Regions from separate parts of the Mus musculus genome. Here region 2 is linked to region 1. The links are chromatin contacts, called in public HiChIP or PLAC-seq maps. All regions are on one chromosome and are shown on one strand. The core of a region is the stretch at or near the end of the contact, and the rest is flanking DNA. Distances in the headings are between cores, read along the strand shown.

Region 1 (7,664 bases), core at 3,153-5,652:
GAGGAGAATTGTAGTACACGTTCACTTCTTGGTGTTAATGGAGAATATTGTGGCAATATTCTTTTGTATTTTTACACTCAAGCTGAAACAAAAACTTTGTTCCAACATAATTGTAGGCAATTTTCTTCCTAAAATATTACATCTGTTAGGTGTTGTGGGATACACTTTTAACCCAGCTCAGAGTGATCAGCCTGGTCTATACACCAAATACCAGACCATAGGGCTATATTGTGACTCTGACTCTCTCTCTCTCTCTCTCTCTCTCTCTCTCTCTCTCTCTCTCTCCCTCTCTCTCTCTCTCTCTCTCTCTCTCTCACACACACACACACACACACACACACACACACATGCACATCTCTCAAAAGAGAAGTCTACTTCAATTAAGCAATTCAAAACAGCATGGTTTTAGAACTCGAAACTGAGGTTGGAAAGGCGCAGACATGTTTGGTATAAAATGGGAAGTACCTGCCAGTATTTTGTTGTTTACAAGGGCCCCCTTCATGAGGTCATATGTTACCAGCTCTGTACAATTGATGATGACATTTCTCATTAGATTAGGGGTCGTCCCTGCAGAAAAACAAGACAGCATTTAATGAATGAGCTGCTGGCTGGGTGTATGTGCCTTTTAAGTACTGTGGCTGTTCACTTGGCAGTTAGCTACCTTTCCAAAGTGTTGACAAGCTTTCTGTGGTGGCTATAACTCTGTAAGCATTGTAGGTCCCCGTGTAGCGGGGTTTGATCCCATGCAGATGGCTCTGGGCTTGCATTCTGACCTTCACGACCTCTGTAGGCTGCCCAATGAACACTGCCACACCTCCAGTCATTAAGCCGGCTGAGATCTTGTTTCCGAGAGAGGCAGGTGCTATCCAGGAAGAATAAAAAGACGGTTAAGAAAAGAAAAACCAAGAGCCTGCCCCTACCAAGCATCACATACATTTACATTTTTTGTGGCTAATTATGTGGTGTGTGTGTGTGTGTGTGTGTGTGTGTGTGTGTGTGTGTGTGTGTGGTGGGTAGTGGGTGCACAGAGGACAAACTCTGCCCACGCTACTTCAGGAACATTATTTGGGGTTTTTGAGATAGGGGCTCTTGCTGAGGGGCAGCTTGCCTAGAAGACTGGCCTCACTGGACACCATTCCCTGGTGCTATCACACCTGGATTTCGGGCAGTGGTGAGAGTTCTAGGACTCAGGTCCCTGGGCTTGCGAGGCAGGCGCTTTACTGACAATCTTCTCTCTATCTCTAGTATGTTTACATTGTGTTCTTTCTTCTTCCCTGATGCTCCATCAGATGCTGATGGGTTTTGGAAGCTGTACCAACTCACAACAGACTAGGAAACTTCAGTTAGCCTAGGTTTTTATTTTTCTCCTCTAAGATGAAGACTCCCAAGGAAAAAAAAGGGGGGGGGATGTCTATTTAATAGCAGCTTGGTCCCTTCTAAAATTTAGCTTTGTCCTTTCCTGTGTTTAGCTGTCATTTTAGTATTTCCCAACTGGGAGGAGACACCTGGTCACCAGTGATGTAAGTTTCCCCTTATTGATGACGATGTTGATTTTTGAACTTAGTGGCCCTAGGGAAAACCCAGTGGGCAACTGCCTTAATGCAAGACATCAAACAATGTTCCAAAGAGACCAAAAACATAAGACAGAGAAGCCCTTGTCTTAAAAATTTGGGGAAAAATAAAGTCTGTTGATGAAGAGAGACATCATTTAATAAAACTTCAGTGAATCCTGAAAGTCAATACTCATTCTATAGTGACTATAGTTAAGGTTCAGGAATGTTCACTCATTCAGACCTTCCTTTGTCTGTCCACTTCTGCCTCCAGTCTACAAAACAGGGAAAGCATCAACATCATGCCCACTGGGTGTGAGCTCAGACTGGTAAACCTCTCAGCACACAGAGAACACACCAAGCTGGTAGCAGCTTTCTTTCCCACCAAATTTAGCCAGTGGTGTGATTTAAAGTATTCTGATGGGCACCCTGATTCTTCTTCCGTGTATGCAATAGTGTATGCCACAATCGTTTCTGACTTACGATTTCTTATATACATTTTTTTTACTGCTGTCAATGTAATCCTTTGAAGTATAAATGTGTGTATCACACTTGCTTAACTTGTTTTAACTTAACTGAAGATTGAACCCAAGGCCAAGTGTTCTACCACTGAGTTCTATGCCTAGCTATTTATTTACTTACTTGAGACAGAATCTTTCTAGATGGCTCAGGCTGGCCTTGAACTCTTGATCTTTGTGTTTCTATCTCCCTAGTTCTAAGATTCCAGGTAGGTGCTACCACACCTGATGGCCTGCTTAGCCTATTTGCAGTGACTTCGAGTCGCTGTATGGGTAGAATGCAAACTCCTTAGCATGAGCTGCAAGGCCCTTTGTAACCAGTTCCTGCTTTTTCTGGACTCATCTGTCCCTTCTCATCAATGTGGCCCTTCTCTGTCTGCCCTGAATGTCAGCTCCTCACTCAGAGTTTGTACCCAGTCTTCACTTGGCTAGAAAGGACTTCCCTCACCACTTTGCTCCTGGCCCTCGAAGTCTCCTACTGCTTTCTCAAGAGTCAATGCAGATATCAACTCTTCACGAGTCTTGAATGATCATGCCTCTTCACTGTGCCCATTCTGTGGTAGCTTGCAACACAGCATATGTCATGGTTGTGTAGTCAGCTGAACTGGAGGCTCCTGTCTAGAGTGGCAACTTTCATTGGCCAACCGAGCACAGGAAGTTCAACAAAGCTTACTAGATCAACTGAAGAAGCAGAATGTAGAACGAGGAACACTCACAGAATATATCTGATTACTGTGGAGCCTGATATAACCAGTGACTGATTAAAGAATTTGCAGAAAGTCCCCCGGATGGGCCACTCTAGGTTTATCTGCTCTTGCTAACCTTTAACATCAGACCTTTGCTCTGTGAAGATGTGTTTTACTTAGACACCCACGCAGACTCAGGGAGCGTGGTGGTCTCTTTCTGACTTTACACAAAGCTCTCTAAGCTTCTCTGGGACCGTGCTGTTTGGGAAAGTCTACATTGAGCGTTGCTTTATAGCCCACCCACATTGTCCATGAAGAAACACAAACTTTCCTCACTGGCCAGTTGGTTTTCACAGATATAAACAGGTGAAGAACTGGTATGCATATTTCCTTACTTTCTCTCCCTGAAGAGAAGTACTCTTGGACTGAGTCGTAGAGGCCAATCCTGAGTGAGGCAAAGCTGATTTGCCTCTGAATGCCCGCAGGCAGACCGCTGTACAGTTTCGGCAATCCTTCTGTTTTTGCCAGGGTGGTGATGGTCCCTAGGACACCTTTATACCTAATGGTACTGGAAGCCTGGCCTTCACCTTGGATCTGGAAATCAGAAAAGTGTGGGTCAGAGAGAAGTGGCTGTCCATTAAGGAAGGGGGGATCCCACCTGACAGGGGGACTAAAAAAAAAAAAAAAAAACTGGTGTATACCCTAGGTAAGTATCTTTTTTATAATTTCCCCTTCTCAACACCTCTCTTGCATACTACCCCATATTCTCATCTCTCCCTCTGTCTCTGTCTATCTATCTATCTATCTATCTATCTATCTATCTATCTATCTATCTATCTATCTATCTTTCTTTCTATCTAATCTATCTATCATCTATCCATCTCAGAGGTGGAGCTTGCTACAATGCAGGCTCCAAACACCTAAACAAGGTACCCAGGAAATCTCCAGAGCCCCTAAAAGCAGGATGGGATAGTACACCACCCCGTGCCCCAAATCAAAGAAAGGTAAAAGCGCCAGGCCTGTAAACTCTGAGGGATTTGAATTATTATTATTATTTAGACCCCACATGCTCAGGACACCATTGCCTTATGAAGGATTTGGCAGAGGCCATTTTTAACCCATCAACAGCGGTTCTTCAGCCAATCCAAGGGCCCCATTTCCTTCCTAATAGCACCCATTCCCAAGACAGAGCCACCCTGAGGAAGAGTGGTTAAACCGTAGCACACATCACAGGGATGCCCACAGCAGTCCTGCTTGGAGAAGCCTCATCAATGTCACTAACTCTACCTGAAGGCGGACTTTGGCAGTGTCCAGCGGGAAGGTGATGATATCTGCCAGGCAAGCTGAAACTCCGGCTGAGAAGATCTTGACCCCCATGGTGGGTTGCACTTCGGAAGTTGTCGGGTTCACCATCCTGGCTTGGAGGGCAGAGAGGCGTGAGTGCAAGAACAAAAGGACTCAGCCCTGAAGACAACAGTGGCACTGTTGCCTGATGCGGGCACGAAACCCGCGACTTCGGACTCCTGCAGAGCCACCTGGGCTAGGTAGTGCCAGTGCAGAGGCGGCGCTGTGGAGCAGCTCAAAGGTGAGCGTCCCTTCCTCTTGCTCGGGCAGGGAGGACCCGTTAAGCCCAGATTGCCCGGCACTTCTGCGCCCTGACCTGGGAGATCTATATAGCCCCTTGCCGGAGGAGGGACTGGGGGAAGTGGCTGAGCCGGCCCAGGTCTCCAAAGAGCTGCTAGTGGGACTTGGCAGGGGCGTGCCTTGGGTGCGCAAGCCTCCCAGCCGCGCGTCACTCCCAAAGCCCTGGCCACATCACCTCTGATTTGGCACCAGTTCCTGATTATGCCCAGAGGACACACAGAGGGGCTTCACCCGCGTCCCCGCAGCGTGGTGCCTTTTGTCACTCTTCAACAGCCTTGGACCAGGGCGCAGAGCAGGGGCTGGTTCCCTTGAATAAGCGCGATCTGATCTCCTCCGAGATTTTGCTGAAAAGTTCCACAGCTAGAATAGCTGTAGGATGAACGTCCCAGTCCCGGGCCCCCTTCCCATGCATCTACTTGGCTACTGATTCTTCTCCTTTCAATTCTGAATGTCCCTTTCTTTACATTCCTTTTCAAATGTCACCTTCAGATTTGGGTGACTGGATGGGGTGGGGATGAGGATGTGGGAGGGGAGGGAATCCATGCAAAAACTAATAACGCCCTAAACTTTTTCGAGAAAGTGAGTGCATCGTGTGGTCACTTTTAGTTGGGCGAGATCAACTAAGCTCATAAGCCAGCCCTTGCTCCTTTGAATAGTTCTTAGCAGGAGCCCTGGAAGGACAGAGGGTTGGTTGGCTGCAGATGCAACCAAGCCATCTGACCAGCTTCGTGACCCTGAGAAAGTCCTCTAGCTTTGGTTTGTGATTGTGTCAAATATAGTCCCAGATTTGAACTCTTGTTATCCCTAGTGCCAGTTCAGACATTGTAAGGTGGTTTGTTGGTGTGTGTGTGTGTGGGGGGGGGGTGTTTCTTACTTCTATCTTTGAGCAAAGATTTGTATTTGAAAAGCTTTAAAAAAAATACTACGTAAGAAATGGTGAGAAAGAGAGCAGGCTGGAGCCGATGCCTGTTCTCTGTATCCTCCCTGGTTGGCCAGGTTCTGCTACTCAGCGTGGTCCCAGGAGAGTGAAGGAGGTGGGACTCATCTCCTGGATTGGGGCATGTAAGAGACAACACCCCTGGACACCACATTTAAAGGGGCAAGCGTGCACACTAAGCAAGAACCTAGTCCTGGGAGCTTCCACAATAAAATACACACCTGGAACTTGAGCCAGAACAGCAGTGATGAGCAGTCAGTGGTGTGTGTGAAGACAATGATATGGAGGGGAGCAGAATGCCTGGGGGCTGGGAAACTGAATGGGGGGCGGGGAGAAAAGAGGGGCAGGGGCAGGAAGCTGCAAGACCTATGGATGAAAAGTGTAATAAGCAGCCTAGTGGTGGTGACACACACCTTTAATCCCAGCACCAGGGAGGCAGAGGCCAAAGCAGCAAGGGGTCTTTGTGAGTTTGAGGCCAGCCTGGTCTACAGAGTGAGTTCTAGGACAGCCAGGGCTGCCGAGGCTAGAATAAACCCCCAAACAGCAGCAGCAACAACAGTATAATAAACGGCAGTCTGTGAGCATCCTTTCTGCATGTGAGTTCATCTTATATGTTGTGCAGGGCTTGGTAGATCGTAAACTGTGCTCACATGAATGACACATCTAACCAGATAATACAGCTTAAGAAAGGGTTACTATGGAGTCAGAGATTATTAGAAAATGACTCTACACTTGAGAAGATGGCCGCAGTCTTGGCAATGTTTCCACTTGATTGTCACAAAGCAGTTGGCAAGTAAATACTCTTTATAAGATGGCAACTTTCCGTTTTAGGATTATTAGGAGAAAATGGCATTGATGTTTTCATTAAAACATCATGCTGCTTGCATCATGATCCCATAGGAAGCGTCATGCTACTTGCATCAGAGAATCAAAGCTGAGAGGTATCGGAGGTGGTTAGTAGGGTAGTGAAGGAACTGGTAACTTTCTGTGGGAATGAGCACAGCCGGATTGAAAGGAGACAGGAACAAAGCATGAGGAACCAAGCTATGGTCTTAGAGGAATGGCACTCGGAGCCCTGGGAACCACAGCTATGGTCTAAGAGGAGTGGCACTCGGAGCCCTGGGAACCACAGCTATGGTCTAAGAGGAGTGGCACTCGGAGCCCTGGGCCACGGCATAAAAAAATCAAATGCCCTTGAGGATGGTATGCTTGAGAGGGACCAGATAGGAGCTTCTGTTGTTTCTCACCAAGGTCCCGACCACCCTGAACCCTTCGGCTACTCAGCTCCACACATCAAGTCATTTCTGTGATGTGAATAGAAAGAATTATTACCCAGCAAAGGCTTTCCTGAACTCCTGAGCCCAAAATGTGGCATATGGCAGAATGAAATTCTCGCTCAAGGAGGCCCCGTGATGTCAACTCAAGGCAGGGAGTGGTTCTAGAGTCTGAGGAAAGGGTTGACCTTGCTGCCCCCAGAGCCTCTGGGAAGTGAAAGAAAGTTTGCCTCATAATGGAGAGAGCAGTAGGGGTGAGGCTGATATCCCCAGAGAGTCTGATTTCTGCTCTTCTGGCAGGAAGAGTGGAAAGGTGACGACTAGTTCAGTGTGGTCAAGGGTGACTGACCCTCTGTGACGCTGTAGAGGAGTGACAGCAAGCTTCACTTACCTAGTGTCCGTGTTCTTCTCTTAAGATGTAGAACACCATTTACAGGGCACCCGGTCACCATTTGCTCACTCATTTCACAGAATCACTGAACAAATGTGTGCACTCAAACCACAAAAGCATCACAGCGCTTTGCCTCCATCTGCTCCTCCCGTCGTAACTTCTTATCTGTCTCCAGGAGGACGTGTCAGGGCGTAGCTATACAGATAGATGTCCAAATGACAATATTTTAAAAGAAGAAATAAAGACAGTAATCACAGGAGAAGATACATTTAACCACATTAATCCAGAAATGTGCAGCTTCCATCTGATAACACCTCTCTTCACCAATCTTACAATTAATATAGCACACACTTTAAACTTAGCATGTTAAAGTATCAGTACTGTTAGTGACGGCACTATAAATTGGCATGCTGATTTTGAGATGATTTGGCAGTGTGCACGGAACGATGAAGACGTTTATGTGACATCGCACTTTCCCATGATTTGAAGATGTATAATAATTATTAGGACTCCCAATATATCTTTCACTAAGTTATGTCCAATGTATATTTTTGTTGTTGATTTCTTTATATTTCTAAGAGATTTACAAAGGCCACAAAAGACACTTATAAAACTCTTTAGTAAGTGGGGCCAGAAAGATGATGCAGTGTTGAGGAACACTCAC
Region 2 (7,664 bases), core at 1,519-4,018, 150 kb before region 1:
TTTTTTTTTTTTTAATATTTCCCGCAGCATTTTTCAGTGCTCTTAGGGGATCCCTGTGAAATGGTTGTGAACCACTGTCTTAGCAGGAGGCTGGCTTTTTACATTGAGTTGGAGAATGGTCTCTCCTGTTGTGTTTCCTGGAAGACTTTGTACAGAGTTGAATTTTATTAAACATTTGGAAAATTTTACCACAGATCCTTCTGGATCTGGAATGTTCTTTGTGGGAACAGATCACTGACAGTTTAAAATAGAGATATGGGCTCTGGGTGTCACCTGTTCTTGTGAGCTTTGGTGGTGTTTTTTTCTTTCAAAGGATCACCAGTTTCCTCCAAGTTCTAGATCCTGCTCCAAGGCTGCTGTAGTAGCTTTATAGTCTTTGACATCTACAGGCTTTCATCACTGATATTGGTAATTTGTAATGTCTCCTTCTCTTTTTCTGGACGAATTTTCCTTGATTGTAAATTTTACCATTTAAAAAAACCCAAAAAACAAAACCCAACCCACTGTTTTAATTCAGTGTTAAAGCACATGCTTGGCTTGATGGGACTTCAATTTAGCATCAGAACACACACATATACAGAACTCACTCTGTAGACCAGGCTGGCCTCAAACTTAGAAATCCGCCTGCCTCTGCCTCCCAAGTGCTGAGATTAAAGGCGTGCGCCACCACACCTGGCCTTTTCCTAATTTCTTAAAGGGAACACTTAGATTTATTATTTGAAAGCTTCCTTGATTTCCCAAATAAGCCTGTAATAGTAAAAAAAAAAAGTTCCTAAGCATTCCTTCAGCTGCATCCACACATTTTGATGTTTACATTTAAACTTAATTAAATATGTTGGTATGTTCACATTAATTAAAATATTTTTGATATGTTCATATTTAAACCTAATTAAAATATTTTTCCACGACTGACCCCATGACTCACAGTTTGCTTGAAGTATGTATTTTAATTTCCAGTTATTCAGGAATTTCAAAATATCTCTTCTTGATTTCAAACTTAATTTCTAGGTAGGCAGAGAAAATAATTTGTATGATTCCAACTGTGTAAGCTATTCTAAATTTATTGATGTTTCTTTTCAGGCAACAGATCAGTTGGGGGGCTGGAGAGGTGATCAAGAACTGTTCCTATGTAGAGAACACAAGTTTGGGTCATAGCACCAATGCTGCATGGCTCACAAAAGTTTGTAACTCCAGCTCCAGAGAATCAGATAACACCCTGTTTGGGTTCAGAGGGCTCATCACTCATGTGCACACTGGCACACATGCACACACACATATACATACATATACACATACATATAATTAAAAAAAAAAGAAGGGGTTGGAGAGATAGTTCAGCAGTTAAGAGCACTGGCAGCTTTTCCAGAGGATCCAGGTTCAATTTCCAGCGCCTACATACATGGCAGCTCACAATGTCTGTAACTCCAGTTCCAGGAGATCCAACACTCTTTTCTGGCGTCCTCAGGCACCAGGTACCCAAGTGTTTCAGAGAAATAAATGCAAGTAAAATATACATACAATAAAAAATTAAAACCAAAAACAAATTTTCAGGCCCATTTCTATGACTGGCCCATGTGCATTTGAAAAGAAAGTGTGTTCTTCACTATCTTGGAAAATCCCATCCTTCTTTGAATGTTGCCCATATTCATTCTATTTTGTTGGCACTCCTCTTAGCGTTACCTGGGGTTTCCCTCTCTTCCCATATTCTCCTTCCTTCAAATCCTGAATTGTAGTCCAAGCCTAATACTTTCGTCTCAAACACTAAATGGTAGGTACTTTATTTATAAAGGATTACGGTCACGTGTTAGCAAATCCTGCTTGATTGGTTTAAGATACCCGGGAGTTGTAGAAATGGCTCAGAAGTTAACAGTACTTATTGCTCTTTCACGGGAAGCTGAGTTGAGTTCTCATCATCCTCACCAAATGGTTCACAGCCACCTGTAACCCCAATCCCAGGGGTCTGATTCCCTCTTCTGGCATCTGCAGGCACCTTGCACAGGCACAAGCAAGTACATACACACCGCTACATATTCATGCAATTAAAAATAGAACCTTATATAAGAAAGAAAAGCCAAGAAGAAAGTATTTGTAAGCTGGCCTCTACAGCTCAGAGGTTTTGATAAAGTCAAAGCAAGAATGCTTTGCAGGTAAGAATATACTGTGGTCACTGACCGCTAACAGCAAGATACTTGTTTCAAAGGTTAGGTTATAATGAAGTGTCACGAAAATCACCTAGCAACCCAAAGTCTGGCATTGTACATGTACACTTGAATAAGAAACACAATTTTAATTAAGCCTTGGGTTTTCTGAGACTGAGATCAGGAGACTGCTGATCTAAGGAATCATGACGTGGTCGGGTGAACGGAAGTTTAAAAATTGTCCTGAATATGGGGTACGAAGAGAAACATCCATTAATGGTATATGCTTTGTGCGTTATCTAATTTTAGAAGTGGGGAAAAAGGAAACCGTGCTTTTAGAATCGAGGGGGGAGGGCGCTGCACTGTTCTGCTCACTCTGTTCTTGAATGTGAACGAAATATCTCTCTCCTAGAGTCTGGTCACGGCAATTTCCAGAAATTCTGTCTCTGTTTCCCTCCCTCTCTCCCCGTCTCTCTTTTTTTAACCTAGAGTGACTTTCCACCCCACTTTCCAGGTTCCTGGCGAGACAAAAGATGCTCAGCGAGGACCGCTTTCTTAGGCGCATCTTCTCTTCTGCGCCGTGATTGGTCGCTGCTTTTTTAGGACACGCCCAAAAATCCTGATTGGTCGTCAATGCCCTTTTGTTAGGGCAAAGGTGGACCCCGGTGCTCTGCCACAGGCCTGTCGAGGCGTCCAGCAGCCAGTGCGCAGGCGTGCAATTTCCAGTTAGGATTGGTGGGAGGACGCCTCCTCGCTCGGCGCACGCTCCGTGGGCGGGAAGGGCGGGGCTGACGCTGTCAGTTGGTCGGAGAGCCGCGCGGCCTGAGGCTTCCTACCCATCCCGCCTCTTCCCGGCGCTTCAGACGCAAGGTGAGGCGGCTCGGGGCGGCGAGGGCTGGGCCTGGGAGACCGCCGAGGCCCTGTGGGGCGGGGCGGGATGGAACGGGAACCCGGGCGGCGGCCTGGGTGCTGGATTGCGGCGCCGCGAGGCCCGACATCCCGCCGAGCGCTGCGCAGCCACCTTCCCGGCCCCACGCCGCGGGCTCAGTGGGAAGAGCCCGGCGGTGCGGGACCGGGACGCCGTGGGGGTGCGATGGGACCGGGTAGTAGGAGAAGACGCTCTGCTGCCCGAGCTACCTTCCAGTTCGCCGCAATTCTTCTGCTTCAGCCTCTCGAGTGCTAGGATTGCTTTGCAGGCGTGGTGGCCCGTGCATGTCTGGGGTGGGACGTCTTTGCTAGAACCTGGGTTTGTTTCTTTGTCAGCTTTTCTCAGGCGTCCTGCGGAACAAATATTGAGGAGTAAGGTTTGGGAAGGAGAAATCATAGTTTCCCGAAAAGCCAAGGTTTCTGTTACACCACCAGAGACAGACGTCGCAATAGCCAGAAGGACAGAGGTCCCCAAACCGTTATCCGTTTCTGCGACTCAAAGCTGTGCGTAGGAATCCTAGTGTCTGTATGCTCCAATGATTAAACTGGATGCAGCTAGCTCCCCGGGGATCTAACTTAAGTTTGATCCTTATTGACGATGTAGTTCCTCGATTTCCATCGATTTTGAAAGCCCTAAAATGTCAAAGCAGAACATGAACAGATTAGAAACATCACACTGGAGTGGATGCAGATGAAATTTTATATTTGTTTTGTTTGTGGAAACGCCAAAGGAGTTGAGTTTTTCAAACTCAGTTTAGGACCTTAATAATATCTTGGCTATGAAACATGAGGCAAGGCCTCTAGCCTTTATAAGGCTTAGTATCCACATCTGTGAATTGCATTTTCTTTCTGTTGTGATAAAACTATATATGTAAAGTGTTCAGTGCATTCCTGTAGTGCATTGGACTTTTAAATTTAAAAAACTATTGCTGGTGAGTGGATGATGGATGGAAAACATTAATTGCAGGTTCAAGAGAAGTCTGGTGGTTGAGTTTGAAAGGATATTAGGGAAATGTCAAACTCATATCTGAGATGTTAAGGCCAGCCGAGGTGGAATGATGGGAAAAGCAGAGTGGACATTGACTATATCCTTGATTCTGGATGGACTACTGTGATGTGAATTAAGCCACTCTCAGATTAGGCCAGGAGTTCTAATATGAGGCCTTTGGCCACATGATTTTTCTAAAGTTTCTTCTGTGGTCAAAACAAGAGAGTAGAGATGAGAAGGTCTGTTAACATCTGTTGAATACTTACTAAGTACACAAACACATAGCTGGATGTATTAAATTCCCAGAACAAACCCATAAGATGCAGTTATTAGGCCCATTTTATGGATGAGGATGCTGAGGCTGAGATTTTTTTAATTATATATTTTCTTTTTTTATATTTCAAATGTTATCCCCTTTCCTAGTTTTCCCTCCGAAGATCTCCTCCCCCATCGCTCCCTAACCCACCTACTCCCATTCCTGGTCCTGGCATTCCCCTATACTGGGTCATAGAAACTTCACAGGACCAAGGGCCTCTCCTCCCATTGATGGCCGACTAGGCCATCCTTTGCTACGTATATAGCTAGAGCCACAAGTTCTACCCATGTGTTTTCTTTGGTGGTTTAGTTCCAAGGAACTTTGGGGTTACTGGTTAGTTCATATTGATGTTCCTCCTATGGGGCTTCAGTCTCCTTCAGTTCTCTGGGTATTTCTCTGGCTCCTTCATTGGGAACCTTGTGCTCAGTCCAAAGCATGACTATGAGCATCCACTTCTGTATTTGCCAGGCACTGGCAGAGCCTCACAGGAGACAGCCATATCAGGCTTCTGTCAGCAGGTTCTTGTTGGCAACTGCCTAGTGTCTGGGTTTGGTGATTGTTTATAGGATGGATCCCATAAACATGGGATGGGGCAGTCTCTGGATGGTCGTTCCTTCAGGTTCTGCTCTGAACTTTGTCTCTGTAACTCCTTCCTTGGGTATTTGGTTCCCCATTCTAAAAAGGAATGAAGTACCCACACTATGGTCTTCCTTCTTTGTGAGTTTCATGTGTTTTGCAAATTGTATCTTGGGTATTCTAAGTTTCTGGGCTAATATCCATTTATCAGTGTGTGAGATTAGATTACCTCACTCAGGATGATATCCTCCAGATCCATCCATTTACCTAAGAATTTCATAAATTCATTGTTTTTAATAACTGAGTAGTACTCCGTTGTGTAAATGTACCACATTTTCTGTATCCATTCTTCTGTTGAGGGACATCTGGGTTCTTTCCAGCTTCTGGCTATTATAAATAAGGCTGCTATGATCATAGTGGAGCATGTGTCCTTATTACCAGTTGGAACATCTTTTGGATATATGCCCAGGAGAGATATTGCTGGATCTTCCAGTAGTACTATGTCCAATTTTCTGAGGAACCACCAAACTGATTTCCAGAGTGGTTGTACCAGCTTGCAATCCCACCAGAAATGGAGGAGTGTTCCTCTTTCTTCACATCCTTGCCAGCATCTGCTATCACCTGAATTTTTGATCCTATCCATTCTGACTGGAGTGAAGTGGAATATCAGGGTTGTTTTGATTTGCATTTCCCTGATGATTAAGGATGTTGAACATTTTTTTCAGGTGCTTCTCAGCCATTCGGCATTCCTCAATTGAGAATTCTTTGTTTAGCTCTGTACCCCATTTTTAATAGGGCTATTTGATTTTTCAAGAGTCCAGCTTCTTGAGATCTTTGTATATATTGGATATTAGTCCCCTATCGGATTTAGGATTGGTAAAGATCCTTTCCCAATCAGTTTGGTGGTTCCTCAGAAAATTGGACATAGTACTACTGGAAGATCCAGCAATATCTCTCCTGGGCATATATCCAGAAGATGTTCCAACTGGTGACCTTTTTGACTTATTGACAGTGTCTTTTGAGGCTGAGATTTTTTAACTTGACCAAATTTCAGAGCCTAAATAAAGAGTGAGGATTTTTAATCACTGTGCTAAAGTAAACATTGTCTCGAGAAGAAGTCTTAGAAGATACAGTGTGAACATGCAAGGATAATTTAAATTAATCCTGGGCTGGCACTTGCTATATCCCTGAAGTCTTACTGTCTCTTCTCCCCTTTCTGCATTCTGGATTTAAATTATAAAAGGTTCTCACTAACAAGCTGGATACACACAGGCATTGAGATTCCTGTGATTTTTCAAAGAAAAGTCTTTTAAAGATCTCAGAGAATAATGTTCCTTTCAGAGCCAGGGCAGCTGGTAAGTTACAAAATAATTGTGTAAGGTTGTGTGTGTTTGTGTGTGTACACGTGTGCTGCATTCAGTGAACCAACAAATTCCAGGCTTGGCAGTGTGCATGTATTTGGGAGATGGAGGTAAGACCTCTGCAGCTTGCTCACAAACACTAATTGAACCAGTGAATTCCAGGTTCAAGGTCTTAAAAATAAAACAAAACAGTGGAAGAAGGATTGAGGGAAACAGCCAAAGTTGCCTTCTGGCCTCTACATATGCACAGACATGCACAGACACATAAACATGTACATGACATAAATGTACATGCAAAGCAACTTTACGTCAGTTTAAAAATTGAATGTTGTTTAAATGGAAAGGAATACTACTTTCAAAAAATGACCATGCAGTGTTTCATACATTTGATTGACTAGAAGAATTCTTCGTGATTTTCAAATACTATTAATAGGTTGAATAACTTTAAAAATAGAATTAAAACAAACAAATAAACAAAACCCTGGTAATTTACTTTCTCTGAAGGACAGAGACTGTAAACTGAGGTAGAAAGTGTGAGAGAGCAGGCTCCTGTGCACTGGGTAGTGTGTTTAACTTTACAGTTGTTCAGTAGTGCTATGTAAGGATGCTCAATAGCTTTCAGAGAGAGCTGCCTGAGAGTCCACTTTCATATTTGTACCCTGGGCATTCTTTCTCAGGAAGACTTTTATGTGTGTACCTTTGCTTCTCTTTGTAATTGTCCTTAAAAGATTTACAATGTTTCTGAATACTTCTTTAAAAGTATTATCCTAATTTCCCAAGATTGCAGTTAAGATGTTTCCTGTTTTGAGTATTTGCATTTCCATCTCCCTTTGCTAGCACATGCCACATGATATAAGTGCAGCATTTAACGTCAGAGTCTTGATTACTGAGCAGCTCAGCAGCATCTGTCCTTATGCTTCTCTCTGGAACTAGTTGTCCTTTGCTGATGTATGCATACACACTTAATACTTCCGAGCAGTAAAGCATGGAGAGTGGGCATTCAGAAGATGTTGTCTTCTGCAAAACAAGCGTGCATTTTACTGTTATGGTTCTTTTTCTTCTTACAGACCATTCTTTAAAGAGTTGGCGTTCGAGGGCTGAAAGTCTGCTACCCAAGATGATGAATGCTGACATGGACGGTGAGGTCTTCATCCTCTGGCTTTGTGGATGCTGTGGCTTGCTGGATAGTTATGCTTCATGAAGCCATGGAAAGAGCTGAGAATCAGTCTTTAGAGCTTAGGTCTTGGCTAACTTCTTCCCTTCACTTTAGGAAGCATCCAAGGTGGCTTCCATTCTGTAACTGTGTGGCAAGTTCATTTCTTATTTTCTGCTTAATGCTGTGAAGTAGAGGGTCTGTG

The links. HiChIP or PLAC-seq counts read pairs in DNA pulled down with a chosen protein or histone mark.
Region 2: a contact with region 1 is called in an H3K4me3 HiChIP or PLAC-seq map of embryonic stem cells, with 3 times the contacts expected there. The contact joins the promoter of Scoc here to the promoter of Ucp1 in region 1. A contact is called at or near these places in 11 of 39 promoter capture datasets (the C10 cell line, the HPC-7 cell line, HPC-7-derived erythroid cells and 8 more), 2 of 15 datasets of contacts at CTCF or cohesin (large pre-B cells and pro-B cells), 6 of 484 Hi-C or Micro-C datasets (CD4 T cells, the G1E-ER4 cell line, LSK cells and 2 more), 2 of 115 datasets of contacts at active chromatin or transcription factors (embryonic stem cells and large pre-B cells) and 2 of 9 other capture datasets (macrophages and pancreatic islet).

The regions. Positions count from the first base shown.
Region 1 is chr8:83,287,086-83,294,749 of GRCm38.p6, reverse strand. Ucp1 (uncoupling protein 1 (mitochondrial, proton carrier)) reads right to left here and starts at 4,402. Exons shown (of 6, transcript NM_009463.3): 1 at 4,042-4,402; 2 at 3,150-3,348; 3 at 662-862; 4 at 466-567. The coding sequence starts at 4,167.
Region 2 is chr8:83,437,766-83,445,429 of GRCm38.p6, reverse strand. Scoc (short coiled-coil protein) reads left to right here and starts at 2,768. Exons shown (of 4, transcript NM_019708.4): 1 at 2,768-3,008; 2 at 7,374-7,445. The coding sequence starts at 7,424.